4 separate regions of the Mus musculus genome follow, and all the other regions are linked to region 1. Evidence: chromatin contacts called from public Hi-C and HiChIP or PLAC-seq data. All regions are on one chromosome and are shown on one strand. Each heading gives the region's core, a stretch centred on a gene start, on an enhancer-like site or on the middle of the called end of the contact. The rest is flanking DNA. Distances are from core to core; before and after follow the strand shown. Region 1 holds the start of Dock2 (dedicator of cyto-kinesis 2). Region 2 overlaps Dock2 (dedicator of cyto-kinesis 2). Region 3 overlaps Dock2 (dedicator of cyto-kinesis 2). Region 4 overlaps Dock2 (dedicator of cyto-kinesis 2).

Region 1 (2,841 bases), core at 231-2,730:
AAATAACCTGGTAGGGATTGCCTAAGGCACCCAGAGATGGCCCAGCTGTCTCAACTCCTCACACTTCTCTAACCTTTTGCCTCCCTCCAAGCCCTGTGCCCACCATCTCCAGTGGCCTTCACAATGCAATGCTATGAAATAGGAAAGTGTTAGTACCTGTCATAGAGTGGGGGGAGGAAGGGTGTGGTCTAGGCTTCCACTTAACCCACACCACACCCTTGCCTCCCCTCACAGCAGATTTAAGAGCCCTTCCTTTCTGAGCGTGCTTCTCCAGGCCAGCTAATTTGCCCTAAGACACAAGGTTGCCCCGCCCACATCCCCTGCCCTTTTCACAGTCCTTCTGTTCCTGTATAAATTGCTAGTGGGGATACCCCAGGTGGAAAGGCCGGAGTTGGAGAAGTTTTGAACTTTTAAAGGAGCCTTTATTGAGTCAAATTCAAACTTCCCATTTTATGGATGGAGAACCTGAGACCCCTTGCAGATATGACTTGTCAGTTCTCTGCTGGGGACTTTTCATCTCAAAGTGCCTCACAGTGCCAAATGCTTGCCTGTAGAGGATGGATAGATCTGAGAACCCCCAAAGTAGCCACTCTCAAACTGTGGCTCATGAATACACACACACACCCTGCATCTATCACTCCCACCTCTGAGCTGCCTCAGGCCCGGCCTGTTGAAGCATCCTCTCTTGGGGAGATCTGCGATCTGGCAGTATGGAAATCCCCCAGTCAACCTTTAAATTCTCACTTAGAGTTGGCAGGATTGCATCACTGGTGCCACTTAGAGTCACATTACCTGACACCTCCCTTCCCCCAGCCACCACTTCCGCCCCCAGTTTGAAGCAGAGGCTTCTGGGAGCTTAGATGGCTGAAGCTGATGAGGCTGTTTTCTCCGATAATTTGACAGGACTCACTCTCTCAAAAGCTCTAATGAAAGACCCCATTGGCTTTGTCCCGGCCCCAAACTGGATACCTGGGATATTAGAGCAGTTAGATCAGAGTCACCTGACCGAGAGCAAACCAGCAAACGAGATGGACAGAGCCATGGTGGCTTGAAGACTGGCTAATGGAGAGTGCTCTGTGCAAAGCAAAGTCTGGTACACAGAGCTGCGGGGCCACCTCATCTTAAGGATGTGTGAGCAAGCACTTGGGAGAGGCTGAAGGCAAGAATATACTTTCTCTGCCTTCATTTTCTCCTTCAACCCGGCGACTGCAGCAGAGAGAAAGCACTGCGTTCCAGACCATAAGTTAGCATGGCCCGCCCTGCCCTCACCCATCCTGCAGGTCCCATCACATCTGCCTCCAGCCACCTGCCCTCTGCCGCAGCGCAGACCCAGTGCCCACACTTGCCCACACCTACCCACTCCGTGACGCTCCTTGTCAGTTTTGCGCCAGGGGGCCATGGCAAGACCGGAGCCTTGAGAGCCTCCTGTTCTCTAGTGAAGAAGCTGGCTGGGGTGGTTAGGCGCCTTGCAGGGCCCCACTTCCTTCCTCTTTTTAAACTCTCTCTCTCTCAAGGTCCGCCTTCCCCTCCTCTGGGTCCCCACTCCCTCCTCCCCCTTCTTCTCCAGCAGGGGCACACACAGCCAAGGGCTAGAAGATTGCCTTCAAAATTTGGAGACCACCCTCATTTGTCTCTTCCGGAGGAAAGTGGCTACAAGGCATACAGGTACTTAAAGCCAACCCAGACCGCGAGGGTAGAGTTTCCCTGACTTCTGAACCCTGTTAGTGACTAAGCATGAGCTTTGGGGGCTGATCTTCATTTCTCGGTGTTTCGGGTTCTTCATCAGGAAGATGGGGTAAGATTGCCCCTTCACCTGCTTTTCCTGAGGATTAGAGAAGAACCTGTACTCAGTGAGTGACACGCTAGAGATGGGGTCACTTTAGTTAGCATCCTTTCTGTGCCATGAACCCAACTGGGAATCCGATGCCAGCCCAGAAGCCTCCCTCTAACACTACTCAGGCACACCAGCAGGTCTGGGCACCTTCACCACCAGCAAGCGTGGGCAGGGCAAGAGACAGCCAGGGTGAATTAGACAGACATTTCCCCACAAACCTGAAGTTTGCTCTTGGAATAGATTCAATTGAAGAGGAAAATATCTCTCAGGGCTACCATCACAATGATCTAAGTCTCCTTGAATTTTCTTTCTTTATTACCATTTCCCATAACCTCTTTCTGCCCTACCCCAGACACATTAGGAAAGACCAGGCAAAATCACTACTGACAGTTTTCACAAAATACCAATTTTCTTTCATTTTAATTTATTGGCTTTTCAGTTTCTGACAGCACAAGTTGGGTGCATCTGTTAGATTACTTTTCCCTAGGAACACATGAAACCCTCTACCCACCACAGATAGGGCTCTAATGACAGACCTTAGCAATGACTCCTCTCAAGTCTAGGTTGGGAAATCAAAGAGTTCGTTGAATTTGCTTCTAGGAACACAACTGAGGGGTTACTTAAAGGAGCATAGGTGAACCCCAAAACAGCTACATCACTAAAATGTCTCACCCCACATTGGATGAGAACTTCCCCATAGCTGCATAGGTATAGTCTCCTCTTTCATTAATCCATCACACACTCTGTCACCTCTCAGACCATGTGACTATGTATGCCTGAGACAAAGTTACATGCAGCTGCCAGAGACACTCAGAAAGGACTGGCTGAAATCCCAGAAGGGGTTCTAATGACTCCCCCACTCTCCCTTGGCAACAGGCCAAATCTTGGGGAATCTCTTGGGAATAGTCACAAGTGTTCTAGTGGCCCTTGTAAGAGCTAGAAGATTTGGAAGACAGCACAGCACAGCAGCAGCAGCCACAGTAAGCAGCTATATCACAGCTTTGTGG
Region 2 (2,841 bases), core at 116-2,615, 440 kb before region 1:
ACACACACACACACACACACACACACACACACACACACACATACATACACATACACACACACTTACTTCTAAGGACAACCCCTTTACATAGTCCCAAGTACTTAGAATAGGTACCTCTCTCATAAGTAGGCTCCTGGGTACTTCCAGTTATAAATCTGCCCACTCTTCAGTCAGCATCATCATTGCCTCTGTGCCTAGATTATCAACGAAAAGGGCACAGACTGCACCTTCAGGGACCCTTTCTCACTGTGCACAAGGAAATGTTCAAGGAAATGTTTTGAAGTTGAATTAATAATCTAGGAACTGATTCACAATGGGACTGCCTTAACTTGTTAAAATTTTAAAAATTGCTAAGGAAATTTGCCAAAGACACACACACACACACACACACACACACACACACGGTATATACATACACACATACCCATAAACACAAAAATATACTTATACATATGTTTGGCATATACATACACATACATATACACGGATTCTTTACTCTCTGTCCTAAGTCACTCTCTGGGTCATTATCTCCATTTTATCTCCTTAGTAATCATCACCATCTGAAATTAATATACTCATATGCCTATTTGTTGTTGTTTTAATTTCTGAGGGCCTTGCTGAAATGCAAGCTCACTGGGAGAAAGACAACCTGCCCTGTTCCAGCACAGTACCCCTGGAGACCAGGCCACAGGGACAAAGGAATGGCTGTTATGTGAATGGATGAGAGAGGCTGTCAGGCAGTTCTTTCTCACACCTAGACTTTAAATCAGGAAGTAGAGAGCGGTGTACCATTGACACATTCTAAAAGGAGCTGTCTGGGTCTCTTGGGAGACAAGAAGTCAGTCTCAGGGGAAAGGGAGTAGGGATGGTGACTCATGAGCCTGTTTCTGGCAACAGCAAGGACACCCCCACCCCCACCCCCATCAAGCTTTATGTCTGTGTGTTCACGCCTGGGCAGCAGGTGCCATGACAGTAAATGATCCCGTACTGTTCCTCTCTTCCAGATAGCTGGCAATGGAGGGGAAAATGCCTCTCCACTGACCGGTAGCCACTACCTCTTCACACAAAGGAGAACAGTTCTTGGTCTGGCTCCCAGCATTGGGGAGATATCTGTTTTCAATCTTAGAGGAGGAGAATAAATAAATCATGAAACAAAAGGAAGCAGTTAAATGTTGAGGGTCAGAAAAGCCCTGATGCCAGGGCAGAGAGATCTGAACCCAATGGGGAAATCTGGCGCTAGCTGAGCGGCCTTGGGCAGGACGTATCAGCTCTCTGAGTTTGTGTGCTTGCCATCTGCAGAGCCTACCTTGGAGCAGGGTTACAGTGAGGATAATGGATAAGGAAGCATGCAGTCAATGCCTGGCATGCAGCTGCAGCCCTGTCTAAGCGCCAGCTCTCTCCTCAGTCCCCTTGGGGAATGTGCTCCCTCTTCTAAGCATCTTCACCTCCCCTACTGGGGCTCTGCTCATTAATATATTCAAGGGAGTTCACTGGTGACTGTATCGCTTGCCAGTTAAAAGAACAGCATCCACTTTCAGACTGCTTATAACCCTATCAAAGCTCCATCACTCAGTAGGTGTGTGACCTTGGAAGGGTGGGTAATCGCTAGGGACTCCAGTTTCCAAAACAATGCAGTGATGCTCAGCATGGAAAGAGGATAAATGCTTACTGCTGCGGGCATGTGTTTAGAGCAGTGCCTGCTTCCTCTAGAACTTACTCCAGCCCAAATGTCCTCATGGCCCCTCTGTTCCCAGACCTCTCTGTTGTCCCTCCATCATAGCAAATTCCCCTGTGGACACAGTGCTCCTGACTGAGTTGTGCTTTCTCCCTACAACACCACCATCTCTTATCTTCCTGTAACTGGCACCGCTCTGCTATGTAGGTTCACCCTCCGGGCCCTCTTCAAAGTGAGCATTTTGTTGACTATCCAACCTCAACTTGCCCTTTTATCCCAAGACAAACTCCCACCATATTAATTTCAGAATATCTCTTATTATACAAAATTAGTTTTCTTATGTGGTTAGTGTTTTCATTGTCTCACCCTGTCCCACTGCTATGTAGCCACCCAAGAATAAGGAATGGCCTGCCTCTCTCTTGAAAGAGTGTCTGGTGTATAGTGAGAGGTGAATGAATGAATGAATGAATGAATGAATGAATGAATGAATATGTTGAAGGTCCTGGTCCCATGCAGTATTTTCTTGGAATTCTGCTACTCTATACCCTGTCTGTGATCTTTGGTAAAGGCTAGTTTCTAAAACTCTTTGTCCTTTCCTCTAAATATGGAACCCAGCTAACTGTGCACTTGACAAAGTCCAAAGATAGCTCTCTCAGGCCCTCAGAGGGTTCTTGTGAAAAACCCTCCGTATTCCTGTCACAGGACCTTGAATCCTGCCTCCTGAAGGTGCAGCAGCTGCCACCTGCCTGTCTCAAAAGGTCACAGAAGTTGGGACTTCCTCTTTCCATAGCCTTCCAGAATGATCCTCTCCGGTTGAGGCTTCATCTTCTCTCTGGATGATCAGAAACCTGGATTCCATCCACACTCAAGGGAGGAGTCGGTCAGTCATTCGTAGCAAGGGTCTGTGGCAATGAACTACTCTTGGCTCTAAGGGTTTCCCCTAAGCTGAGGGTTTGCAAGTGGCTTTGGGGCACAAGGAAGGATTGCCACTGGGGTGTTACCCTAGTGTTCCAATAAACCTTTGCAGGCAGCATGAGAACTGCTCACTTTCTAGAGAAATGTACTTGGGTACAGGAGACTCTCATGCAAATAAAGATGTGTCTGAGGGCTTGAAGCTGGAATAAAATATAGACTTCACTAAGGACTGGGGCCTTGGATAGACCCAA
Region 3 (2,841 bases), core at 95-2,594, 360 kb before region 1:
ATCACCACTACCCCAGAGCGCAGATGCTCACTTCCATAGCAAACAAGGCTCATAACAGGTCTCCAAGCTAACATTTACACCCTAACCTCAACCTCTTGCTAGCTCCTTTCCTATCTCATCATCTCTTGAGAAGTCAGAGGGTATTAAGTACCTGTGGGCGAATCTTCGTTCACTACTGCCCGGAACACCATCCATCACCCATCTTTCACGGGGAATAATTTGTACTCTGAGGGAGGATAAAAGTTGGGGTTCACAATATACTGTTAATAAGTGATGATTTCAGCAGAAGCCTGGAATCTCAGCATCTCTGAGACCAAGGCAGGAAGACAACAAGTTCAAAACCAGTCTGGGCTACAAAGTGAGGCTCCATGGCAAATCAAAATCAAAACCAAACAACAACGACAACGACACAGTAATCATGAGCTCTCTGTTTCCTCCACCTGACAGTGGTAATGACCAGCACTTGTCTGCTCCCTCCCATTTACTCCTCAAGCATTTCCTACAAGGTATTTACGACAAGTGCCACTTTTCAACCGAATGAATGGAGGCAGGAGAGAGGAGCCATTTGTCAAAGCAGAAGATATGGAGAGTGGGAAGGGGGTGTTGGGGGATAGGGATCTTTTAAGGTCTGCCAAAATTGGGAGCCAGGTCCCTTGAAACACCTATGACAACAGCAAACACCAAATTAAACATGGTCTTCTCTTTGCGACTTTCTCTTTCGCTCCTATCCCTGGTCCCTGTTGGTCACTCCATCCTGAGTGCCCACGGCACTGCACAGGATGCCGGTTTTTCACATTACATTGGGATTTCTTTCATCAATCTCTCATGTTCCTCTCCACTAGGAAGCAGTGTCCTTGGAGACAGGAGTTGTCACTCCATCCCTGGGAGCCTCCACAGGCATCCTATGTCATGTGAAAGACCACATATTGCAGTGTAAGTTCTGCTGAGTTGAATGAGGAGAAAATGTGGCCATGGAGAAGAAAAACTAGGGGCCAAGGTCAGATCCTGCCTGCTGCCGCCTTCCCCCCATCTTTCAAATAAAGCCCTGGGCTCTCCTGGCTTCAAATGACGTTTAGAAGGTAAGAACACACGCAGGAAGAGGCTTCAGGAAGCGGGTTTTCTCTGTAATTCCTATTTTTAAAGAAATGGTGCTTGAGGATTTTTTTTTTTTTTTGATCATAAAAAGAAAGTGAAGTTATTTCAGAAAAAAAGAAATGAAACTCAAGAAATCTGCAATTCCTGAGTGCACCGAACTCGGGAAATGCTGAATGGGGTTAGTGCCTGGGTCTGGCCTCTGGGAGGCCATGGGGTCTGCTGAGAACTGGACTTCTCCTTCCCAGACCTCAGCCCCCTGATGACTTCCCTGCTGTCCTGTTCCTACCGCCCTTCCTACGCACTGAGTCACTGAACATGATTGTTTATTGGAGAAAGCCCTGGTGGATGCCACTTAAAGACAAATGGGTGCCCTGGATGAATCTGACAACAAGTCTAGAAAGGTGGGTTTGATTGTGAAGGGCCACTTGACAGAATTAATTCCTTCAAGTAACTCAAGAAGAGCTGTGTCCTAGTGGGGACAACAGGGACCTGAGGCTCATGCCTCTTTCATTACAGTGGTTCCAGTGGTCTGTTCTTTCTCCATGGGGAGTCATCCTTAGGGGATAAGCCATTAGCAAGTAGTTCTTATGGGCTCCTTAATAGTGTGGGAGAGGATTGCTATAAAGGCCGGGGAGTTTGGTGCCACCTCTTTCTCTGTTTTCTAGCTTGGTATATGGCCACTTGCTGTGGCATCCGGTATCACCAGAGCCCTTAGATCTTCATGTAATGAGTGAAAGAAGAGAGGGGCTGGGCTCTAGAGTCTCCACCATATGGACAGTTTAAACCTTTGCTATTTTATAACTAGCCTGCTTTAGGTACTTTGTTATAGTAATGCAAAGCTGACAGACACACCCTGCATCTTAATGTTCACTGAACATCCCAACAAAGGGCCATGAAATCTTCTGATCCTGTCATCATGTCAAGTCAGGAAAAAGGACTTGAACATGAAAGATAACAACAACAACAACAACAACAACAACAAAGGACCAGCAAGATGGTTTAGTGCTTAATGGGGCTTGTGACCAAGTCTAACCATCTGGATCTCAGGAACACACAGTGGGAGAAATAGACACCTGCAAGTTGTTCTGTGACTGCATGATCATATGTATGTACACATACACACACAAGATATAAATAATGTAATTTAAAAGAAGAAGGAGGAAGAAGAAGAGGAAGAGGAGGAGGAAGAGGAGGAAGAGGAGGAGGAAGAGGAGGAGGAGGAGAAGGAGAACAATAACAACAACAACAACAACAACAACAACAACAACAACAGCATCAGCAACAGCATCAGCAACCACCACCACCCAGTTCTTGCTTCTCAAGGGCCTGCTATTTGTTAAGGCTGATGCTTTGCAAACAAAGGAACTAAGGGACCAAAGCCATTAAATGGGCTCCTCAGGCCTTGAGAGAACTATGGTATAGTTCCCCACTTGTCAGATCCCTTCAGAATCCACAGCTTGCTTCACTGCCCGTAGAAAACAATGCTGACTGAGATGGTGGTCAGCCAAGGCCAAGGGCAGACATTTTGTTCTAAAGACTGTCCCCAGTGCCGGGAAACAGCACAAGAGATTCTGCAGAGTCTTATCTTTAAGAACACACTTAAAGTCACTTGCCCCAAATCAGATTTGCATAGCTCCACTAACACAAGCCAAAAGGCACTGGGCTATTTGGAGATAATTTTGTTAAAACTTCAATGACATAATAGTGCATTTCCCAGCATTTGCTGAATGATTCCCACATTCTCTC
Region 4 (2,841 bases), core at 147-2,646, 270 kb before region 1:
TCTTTCTGGTCCCAGAGTAAACACTAGTCTCTCCCTGCCAAGTTTCAAACCATTTAGTTTTAGCCAGAAGACAGATGGTCAAGGTCCATGGAAACAGAAAACACCACAGCACTCTTCCCTTAGAGATACTGAGCAGTTCTGGAAAAGAGCAGATACGCTGCTGTCTCCAGGTTTGCTCACTGATTGAGTCCTTGGGTGTGAATCAAGGCTGCATACAATTAGAGCTGAGGTTCCTGGATACCACCATATCATCACCAAACAACAGTATCCTTTCATTTAACAGTATGTACATCTTGGTTTAGGCACTGAGAAGAGAACTGGAGTACTCTTGAACATGTCTTTTCTGTTTTCTTCAATTCAACATCCTGTTGGCCCCCAAAGGTTGGCAGGAAGCAGTAGGACTCCGTGTTTAAAGCAGCAGAGTGCAGGCTAGTGATGGAGCTCAGCAATAGAACCTTTGCCTAACAGGGTCATGGCCAAGGATTGGATCCTTGGCTTGGAGAGCAGAGATGAGGACTGGGGACAAGTAGAAGCAACCCACAGTAGCAGCATGAAAAGGCAGGCCATCTGCCCTCAAGTTCAAAGGAAGTCGGGAGTCTTATTGATGGGCTCCTATTTTCTAACCAGCAAACTGAAAAGAATACAGTTGCCTAAACATTTAGTGTTGAAGACTGCATTAAAAACAAAAAAACAAAACAAAAACCTGAACTATTAGTATTTCTATAGCTTTTTGGTTGAGACAAATTTTCATAACTGCCTGCCATGGAATCTGTAATTCCCAAACATTACCCCAAGTATGGAAGATGTAGTTGAGAAATAGGACAACATTAAACAATCACTAATCACTTGAAGATCTGGAAGAGAATTCCCATTTTTTTTTATTGTATTTATTCTTACTTTGTGTGCATTGGTGTTCCATCTGAATGTATATCTGTCTGTGTGGGGGTGTCTAATCCCCTGGAACTAGAGTTATAGACAGTTGTGAGCTGCCATGTGGGTGCTGGGAATTGAACCTGGGTCCTCTTGAAGACTAGGAAGTGCTCTTAACCACTGAGCCATCCCCAAATCCCGCCCCTCCCCCTTTTGCTGTTAGTACAGAGTATCATTTCTCTGCCCTGAATTCATGTTGTAATCTGTGAGCCACTTCTCAGGAATAAACTACTTATTTATTTTCCTGTTAGTTTGGACATTTGGACATTTTACCCCAGTTTGAAAGGGAAAGCAGAGCTGTTCTAAAGCTTCTTGCCCTCATGTGGACATCTGCCCAACTTTCTCTTGTGTAGCTTTCCTCTACCTTTTGCCATAAAGATTTGGATCTTCAGTGGAGCTATTCTACACCACTGTTGGTGGTAGTATTGATGGCACTCAGCTCTTCTGCAATGTTCATAGCTGTGGTTAAGTTACTCAACCCCTGTGAGTCTTCTTTTGCTCATCTTAAAAGCTGCGATAGAGTGTTTGTATCACAAGGTGTTGCTACAAAGATCAAAGGAGCTAACAATATCTGTAAGGTTTTTACTCAAGAGCATGACATGTAATCAATGATAAAACACAAAAGAAACAAACCCAAACACAATAGGAACAAGACAGAAGCCAACACTTTCATTCATCCCACCAAAAGGTGTTTGAACATTGACTGTTGCCAGAACGTCCCTGCCCTCCTGGACATTCCAACAGCTGTCAGCTTGAATGTCAGAGAGCATGCTAGACAGCAAGGCATTTAATGCATCTATTCATTTAGTTCTACCGAGACCATCAAAATGGGCATTATGCAATATCATGAATTTTGAAAAGGTGGCAATTTGTGACCAGAGTCCCTTAACTCATGGTGCAGCTACATGTAGATAGATCATGAGTGTGTACTGCTGAGCCTGTCAACTCCCCTCACTTTCATCAACCCTTGAGACACAACTTGTGCACAAAGACACTCTTCAACATGTGGCCTGTTACTGAAAATACTTGGAAGCGTTTGGCCCAAATCATTCCTGTGATATAGAGAAGAATATCGACTTTGGACTCAGGAGTGTTTATGACTTCAATTTCTAGCTCCTCCTCTTTGGACAAGTGTAATTTGGAATGAGATTATTAATTTATCAGCTTCTATGAACACTGGGAACTCTGGATCCCTGCAGATTTCTGGTTAGGTTAAGAACGCTGTATGTGAAGGGCCCAGCTCTATTCTGGGAATATAGATTAGGCACTCGATCCATGGAAGGCTTTTGAATTGTGTTTCTCTACTCTGAACAACTGGCCTTATATTAACTTCATGGTTTTGAATTGAGTTGTTATGATGTCAACAAAGGATAAAGAAAACCACTGAAAATACCACACAGAGCCAGGTGAGCTTTAGGAACAGAGAATAACTTGCTTAGGTCCATAAGTCATAATGGACAAAGGCAAGATTTGAACCAGACCCACGTCACTTATAACTAAAGCAGTCGCGACTGGGGGCTCCTGCTATGAGTGTCTACGCAGCTGGAAGTGCTCAGTTTGAACCAGGAATGTCAACTGTGAGTATTCTCTGACACAGACTTTCCTATGGGGCCAACAACAAGAAGCTATTTCTCGATTGAGATTCTCTTCCTAGATAACTCTATGTCAAGTTGACCAAAACTATCCAGCACAATGAGTAACAATTATTTAAGCTAAGTGACATAACAGACCCGTGTTTCACGTTTTCCACAGACTACTTCTTTTAACCTTACAAAGTATCCTTACAACTTGACATTTTTTTTAACAAAAGGGAAAAAATCCAAGGCCTAGAGAATGAGGTGATATGCTAAGTGCTGAGGGTTATATGCCTATGTGTAGAGGACTGGGGCTTCTCAGTGTTAGTCACAGCTC

The links. Hi-C and Micro-C count contacts between places; a contact is called where the count stands out from the background. HiChIP or PLAC-seq counts read pairs in DNA pulled down with a chosen protein or histone mark.
Region 2: a contact with region 1 is called in an H3K4me3 HiChIP or PLAC-seq map of the 230-238 cell line, with 10 read pairs. The contact joins the enhancer-like site here to the promoter of Dock2 in region 1. A contact is called at or near these places in 5 of 39 promoter capture datasets (the C10 cell line, embryonic stem cells, stem cell-derived epiblast-like cells and 1 more), 1 of 15 datasets of contacts at CTCF or cohesin (large pre-B cells), 6 of 484 Hi-C or Micro-C datasets (the N1E-115 cell line, embryonic stem cells and granulocyte-monocyte progenitors) and 10 of 115 datasets of contacts at active chromatin or transcription factors (the 230-238 cell line, the SCID.adh cell line, T-cell acute lymphoblastic leukemia and 4 more).
Region 3: a Hi-C map of bone marrow-derived macrophages shows a contact between it and region 1, with 23 read pairs. The contact joins the enhancer-like site here to the promoter of Dock2 in region 1. A contact is called at or near these places in 4 of 39 promoter capture datasets (embryonic stem cells, pre-B cells and stem cell-derived epiblast-like cells), 2 of 15 datasets of contacts at CTCF or cohesin (large pre-B cells and pro-B cells), 10 of 484 Hi-C or Micro-C datasets (B cells, bone marrow-derived macrophages, embryonic stem cells and 1 more), 16 of 115 datasets of contacts at active chromatin or transcription factors (the 230-238 cell line, T-cell acute lymphoblastic leukemia, bone marrow-derived dendritic cells and 5 more) and 2 of 9 other capture datasets (adipose tissue and pancreatic islet).
Region 4: an H3K27ac HiChIP or PLAC-seq map of acute myeloid leukemia shows a contact between it and region 1, with 2.5 times the contacts expected there. The contact joins the enhancer-like site here to the promoter of Dock2 in region 1. A contact is called at or near these places in 9 of 39 promoter capture datasets (the C10 cell line, the HPC-7 cell line, cranial neural crest and 4 more), 2 of 15 datasets of contacts at CTCF or cohesin (large pre-B cells and pro-B cells), 12 of 484 Hi-C or Micro-C datasets (B cells, the Ba/F3 cell line, CD4 T cells and 8 more), 13 of 115 datasets of contacts at active chromatin or transcription factors (the 230-238 cell line, CD8 T cells, the SCID.adh cell line and 8 more) and 4 of 9 other capture datasets (adipose tissue, liver, macrophages and 1 more).

What each region holds. Positions count from the first base shown.
Region 1 is chr11:34,782,425-34,785,265 of GRCm38.p6, forward strand. It overlaps Dock2 (dedicator of cyto-kinesis 2), which reads right to left and starts at 1,481. Exons shown (of 52, transcript NM_033374.3): 1 at 1,357-1,481. The coding sequence starts at 1,399.
Region 2 is chr11:34,343,121-34,345,961 of GRCm38.p6, forward strand. All of the region lies in intron 27 of Dock2 (dedicator of cyto-kinesis 2), which reads right to left. All of the region lies in intron 1 of Insyn2b (inhibitory synaptic factor family member 2B), which reads left to right. Among named protein-coding and RNA genes, the nearest start is that of Insyn2b, 30 kb to the left of the region's middle. Within about 2 kb of position 1,366, at least 24 of the 459 cell types and tissues checked have an H3K27ac peak or open chromatin away from gene starts, as enhancers often do. A contact at or near this core is called in the 230-238 cell line, the N1E-115 cell line and pro-B cells, where this site is marked.
Region 3 is chr11:34,426,102-34,428,942 of GRCm38.p6, forward strand. The region is part of intron 27 of Dock2 (dedicator of cyto-kinesis 2); the gene reads right to left. Among named protein-coding and RNA genes, the nearest start is that of Gm29887, 79 kb to the right of the region's middle. Within about 2 kb of position 1,345, at least 8 of the 459 cell types and tissues checked have an H3K27ac peak or open chromatin away from gene starts, as enhancers often do. A contact at or near this core is called in bone marrow-derived macrophages, where this site is marked.
Region 4 is chr11:34,508,950-34,511,790 of GRCm38.p6, forward strand. The region is part of intron 23 of Dock2 (dedicator of cyto-kinesis 2); the gene reads right to left. The region is part of intron 2 of Gm29887 (a long non-coding RNA gene); the gene reads left to right. Among named protein-coding and RNA genes, the nearest start is that of Gm29887, 3.4 kb to the left of the region's middle. Within about 2 kb of position 1,397, at least 1 of the 459 cell types and tissues checked has an H3K27ac peak or open chromatin away from gene starts, as enhancers often do. A contact at or near this core is called in acute myeloid leukemia, where this site is marked.